2 separate regions of the Mus musculus genome follow, and region 2 is linked to region 1. The links are chromatin contacts, called in public Hi-C maps. All regions are on one chromosome and are shown on one strand. Each heading gives the region's core, a stretch centred on a gene start, on an enhancer-like site or on the middle of the called end of the contact. The rest is flanking DNA. Distances are from core to core; before and after follow the strand shown. Region 1 overlaps Gpr156 (G protein-coupled receptor 156). Region 2 overlaps Gsk3b (glycogen synthase kinase 3 beta).

Evidence for each region. A called contact is a pair of places that touch in the nucleus more often than the background predicts.
Region 2: a Hi-C map of cerebral cortex shows a contact between it and region 1, with 3 times the contacts expected there. The contact joins two enhancer-like sites. A contact is called at or near these places in 4 of 39 promoter capture datasets (liver, stem cell-derived epiblast-like cells and trophoblast stem cells), 1 of 15 datasets of contacts at CTCF or cohesin (stem cell-derived epiblast-like cells), 8 of 484 Hi-C or Micro-C datasets (Sertoli cells, Th1 cells, cerebral cortex and 5 more), 1 of 115 datasets of contacts at active chromatin or transcription factors (embryonic stem cells) and 4 of 9 other capture datasets (adipose tissue, embryonic stem cells, liver and 1 more).

Annotation. Positions count from the first base shown.
Region 1 is chr16:37,972,754-37,975,464 of GRCm38.p6, reverse strand. All of the region lies in intron 3 of Gpr156 (G protein-coupled receptor 156), which reads right to left. Among named protein-coding and RNA genes, the nearest start is that of Gm36225, 14 kb to the left of the region's middle. Within about 2 kb of position 1,439, at least 55 of the 459 cell types and tissues checked have an H3K27ac peak or open chromatin away from gene starts, as enhancers often do. A contact at or near this core is called in cerebral cortex, where this site is marked.
Region 2 is chr16:38,130,571-38,133,270 of GRCm38.p6, reverse strand. All of the region lies in intron 1 of Gsk3b (glycogen synthase kinase 3 beta), which reads right to left. Among named protein-coding and RNA genes, the nearest start is that of Gm25617, 26 kb to the left of the region's middle. Within about 2 kb of position 1,275, at least 203 of the 459 cell types and tissues checked have an H3K27ac peak or open chromatin away from gene starts, as enhancers often do. A contact at or near this core is called in cerebral cortex, where this site is marked.

The DNA of each region.
Region 1 (2,711 bases), core at 190-2,689:
ACTATTCTTGAACTTGCTATGCGTTCCAGGCTGGAATTGAACTCACAGAGATTCACATACCTCTGCTTGACCAGAGCTGGAATTAAAGGTGTGTACCACCACATCTGATCTTTTTAATTTTAAACCACAGTCCATTAAAACTTTAACTCCTTGTCTTCTCCTGAAAGCTGTTTCTCCACCCTCCATCTCCGTTTGCTTGGACCCAAAACCTTGGCGTCATTGTTGACTCTTCCTTCCTTCCCACATCCAATCTGTTGTGAAACCTCATTGGTTCTATTCTTGAAATACAACCAGAACTCAGCTGCTTCTTCTCTACCTCTGCTGCCACCAACTGATCAAAGTCTTCCTTGCAATAGCCTCTCAGCTGCTCTCCCAGCATCTGTCCTGGAACTTCCTTCTCTAAGGCGACTATAAGCCCCTGCCGGTGATCACCAAAGTGCTAGAGATCAGAGGGTGTCATGAACTGGCTTAATGTCCATGCGTTAGACAAGGAGGTCTGCTGGGTAACAGAAGTGGCTTCTGGGTGTCTTTCTGGACTTCTCTGGAATGGCTGAGGCTTCCCTGATGTTACTGCACACAGAAAGACCAGTTATTTTGGGGTCTCTATGTGCAATGCGTTTCTGCAGGCTATGGGTGTTGACCAAGCTGAGTCCTCACTGAGGAGTCTCGTGTGGGTGAGGCTCTCCTGGGCTTTCCTCTCAGCATAGCGATGAAGGAAGCCTGAAAATAAACGAGAGATCCTAACAGGGTATTTGTGAAGCTCTGTGCGCTCTCAGCCTCTGTTTCTAGGAAACCGAAGGGTCTGTGGGAGTATTCATTCACATATGCATGTGCACACGTATGTTCACTTGTCTCCAATGAGATCAGGCTACTCCAAAAGCTCTTTTCCATTGGCGGAATCCTTCCAGGGGAATTCTCCTAGGAAATGCTTTTGTCTAACACACCTCCCAGGTCATGAGGCTCAGCTCTGTGAGGTAGACCTCATCTTTGACCACACAGCTTCCTAACTTTCAGTGGCTGTTAGTGACAGAAGTGAACAGCACACATCACTCTCCCTGGCTTCAGAAAACCTGCTCATCCTGGACCGTCCAGCTGTTTGCAGCTGGACAGGGGAAGTAATAACTTCTTTTATATCCTTAAAGCCTCGAGTGCTGGGTGGGCCTGGCCTCTCTCAGCTCAACTGCTTTTCTGTAGTCCTCAGTGCTTGCACAGATTTATTTTAATCTGGAGAGGGGAAAATTTCCACCCACCAGCCTGTCATTTTGGACCTACAGTCACTGAAGCTATAAAGGACCCGGAAGGACAGGGCTACAGAATAAACCAAACGATTAGCAGTAGTCAAATCCGATGAGACCCAAGACGCCTTCCAGCTCCTTCCTTTTCAAATCATTTGAGCCACTGCGTCTTTCCCCTGCTGCAGGCTTATCAGCAAGCCAGTCACGTGCATTTCTGCCTCACTTCCTTAGCCAGTAAGAACAGACTGACCTGGATTCCAGAGATGTGGTGGATTTTATAGCCCAATCAACCGATCATCCAAATATAAGCTTTAGTTATTAAGCACAAAAGAAAACTTGCCAAACGTCCTGGCCCCAGATTCTCCTTTAGCCGATGGTCTCAGTGTCCTGTGCTTTCCTGGCAGCTCCTCTCATTCATGGCCATTTTTGTGTCAAACATTAATTCCTGAATAGGAACCTATCAAAGCATTAAGAAGTGGGAATGGCAAAGCAGATGGGACAGAACCTCTGCCCTCAGCTCGTGAGGCTACCTCTTCCCCGGGTTTCAACATTTTCACTACAAAGATTCCTTTCTTATTCCTCTTGTAAAATAGAATAAAAATGTAATTCAACACTAACAGTTCTTTTCTCTCTATCCAGGGCAATTTAACACACACACACACACACACACACACACAGTCTCACACACACACACAGTCACACACACACACACACACACACACACACACACACACGAATGGACTCACATACACGTGTATGCAGGCACACTTGTACACCGTGCACGCGCACACAGACACAGACAGACAGACAGACACACACACACATGCACACAGGCATACTTACACACCATGCACGCACGCACACACACACACACACACACACGAGAATATATAGATTTAAATTTTTAAAAATTACATTTCTTTGTGTGTGCGTTGGCATCTGTGTACCATGTCACACATGGAGGGTTCAGAGAACAACTCACAGGAGCTGACTCTGCCCTCCTGTCACGTGAGATCTCAGAGCATCCAGCTTAGTGACAAGTGTCGTTACCTGCTGAGCTATCTCCATGGCCCATATTTCATATTTCAGAATTCATAGCTCTCCTGGGCTACAAACATAAGAGAATACCAATTCAAAACTGCATCCTTGTAAGCATTTTAAAAGCTGAAATACGGAAATTTAGACTTCCATTTCAGAGCAAACGCCTGTTACCTCATTGTGTGGGCTCAGGTGTAGGACAGTAGTGAAAGGGACAGGGAAGACCCCTAGTGAGCAGAAAGGGGAAGCAGAAAGAGCTCTTATTGAGGAAGCCTGCTTCATCTAGGAGTATTATGGTTGCATTTGATAGTGATTTTGAAACCAAACAAAACAACAACAACAAAAAAACCCCAAATTCCCAAATGTGTATTTCCACATCTCACACAATTGAAAAATATTTCAAATGTGCTTTTAAACAGCAAGAGGGGGCAATAGATA
Region 2 (2,700 bases), core at 26-2,525, 160 kb before region 1:
CACTTACCATCGCCATATTCTGACATCTGTAATCATTCACATATAAACCGCCCCCTTCCTTGCAATGTTTTTATATCAGTGAAATCAATCCCAGACAATTTTTCAAACACACCTCAGATTATGCTATCTTACAATGTTCTTTCAATCTTAGTTACGGGGGGGGGGGGGGGGGGGGGAGATGGGAGGCGGTCTTCCTTTCTTTTCCCTACAGACTTCATTCTAAACCCCCAAATCTAAACCCAAGCTTAAGCACAGGTAGTAAAGGCAAGCACAGGGCTTCGCTTCTGTCCCAGCACTCCACAAAGCAATGCTCTACAGCTGCTGTGAGAGCAGGCCGACGCAGTCTCCCCCAGCTCTCCACTTCCAGTGCCCCTCCCTCTTCTACTTGCTATTAGTCAACTTCTTATTTGTCACTGAGAATACACAATATTTATAGTAACCACTGCTCAGTTCTTTATAGGACAGCCTAGGAAAATACACCTAAGATACAAAAACTGAAATTTTAGAATTTCAATGAAGTACTACCTAATAGCTTCATATGTAAGCATATAACTATGAAAAGTAACCAGATAACAAAAGCCTGGTCATTAACTTCATGTCTAAGAGACATCATACATGAATAAAGTCACTTTCCTAACCACTTCCCCAAATACCCCAGTCTTTCTGTTGGATCCTTTAACTTACATATTAAATTCCTAAGCTAGTCTTATGTATGTTGACCAAAGCTCACTGATCCAGAAGAGTCAACTCCGTCAGTTCACGGAGCTAAGGCACTTGTGTCTCTCCCCATAAAGCTGCAGTAGAAACAATGCTCTCTGGGCTCTTGGTAAAGAAAAAAGACACAGTCGTGCAGGACTCAGCCCTGACCTTGCTGGGGGTCAGCCCTCCAGAGCACCTCCCACAATGCTCAGGTCAGCCCTGGATGGCCCAAATGTCTCTAATTCTTTCCTTTTCAGATATTTTTGTCATCTCCAGTCAGATATTTCAATTGGACTTAAAGTCGACGGACGAGAATCGAAAAGCTCCTAATTGAACAAATCATTTGTAAAATCAGACAGTTTACCAAGCTACATTTAGAAAACAATGATAGTGAGTGAAATCAAAACACATATGCTGTCTTAATCTGTAAAAACCATCCAGGCTGAGAAAGGAAAACCCGCTCGTGTCGCCGCTCTGTTTCCTCCCGCAGCATCGAGTTCCCTGAGAACTGTCTGTGACAGTTCTCAATCCAGCAGCTACCCAAGGAGGCAGGAAAGGGGAAGAAGACAAGCGGAAGGGCCTCCTACACGTCACTTCTTACCCTGCCCCCAAGCCCTGTTACTCCTCGTCACTGAACTACACTGAGGGAAGAAACAGACCCAACAAAGAATGTCCCCCTGATACTGAAGCCATCTGGAAGGCTTTTCTTTACCTCACTGCTACACCTCAAGGGTCACAAGAGTGAGTTAAAACAAGCCACAGTCATAAAGGACAAAGACCCAGAAGAAGGAAATAAAGAACCAGGAAGAAGTCACTGACAACTAAAGACATAGCTCAGTTTAAACCACGTAAAAAGTCTGAGGTTTTTGTTTGTTTAAGACGCAAACATAGTACAGGAAAAAAAAGATATGAACAACAAACTAAAACTGTAATTGACCTCAGAGTACAGTGGTGCACACCTGCAGTTCTTTTCTGAGTCCTTGGCAGTTCAATGCTAACTTTGGTTACGAGGTGAGACTCTTTCTTTAAAACAAAGAAACAAACAAAAACCTACAGATGGAAGAAAATACAAGTAGAGAAAAACCCCTTCCAATTTAGATTTAGATGCTACAGGAGAACACAGGAACACGAAGTAAAGAAGAGTCCAAAGTAAATGTGAGAAAATAACGAGCAAAAACAAGAGATCTGTTTTGGTCTCTGCACTGGACTGGTTGTTGTTGTTGTTTTGCTATAGTAACAAACTGCCACTAGCTGGGTGTCTTAGAAAACAAAAATAATTCTCTCTCAGTGTTAGAAACCAGAAATTCAAACTGGCAACACCAACAACAAGGCTGCACCTCAGAGGCCTGAGACTCCTTCCTGTTTCTCCAGAACCTGCCTTGTACCCCGACAGCGCTGACAGTCCACCTCCCTGGTTAAATCTCTCCTGTTTGCTCTCTTTCCTAAGGATATCTGTCCCAATGGATCATCTAAGATGGCCTTATTTCAAAATTCTTAAATTAACTGCAATCTACAAAAACTCATTTCACAGGTAAGGTACCATTCTAAGTTGCAGGAACTCGACATGAATACCGTTCCTGACTAAATATTTGAGCTCCCCTTACAAGTCATAGGTTGGAACTCTTAAGTAACAACAGGTTGATGTCAGGCTGTAGGGCCAAATTTAGATGATGTCATGAGCTAGCAGTCTCTCTCTGTCTCTCTGTCTCTGTCTATCTCTCTCTGACATGTGAGAATACAGTGAGAGCTATCTACCCTCGAAGCAATAAGGTCAAAGAACCAAATCTAGGACGTAGAGTTTTCCGCCTCAGGGCCTGGGAAGCACCACTCTTCTCCAGTCCACAGCCACAGTGTTTTGCCTAAGCCCTTGAACTTCCTTCTTTTCCAAAGGGCCATTTTTAGACTCCCAGTTCTCAAGTATTCTTTAGCTAGCAGGACAATCATAGAACTAATAATCATGTATCGGCAAAGAACAGAAGAGACATGCTCAGTGGAGGCAGA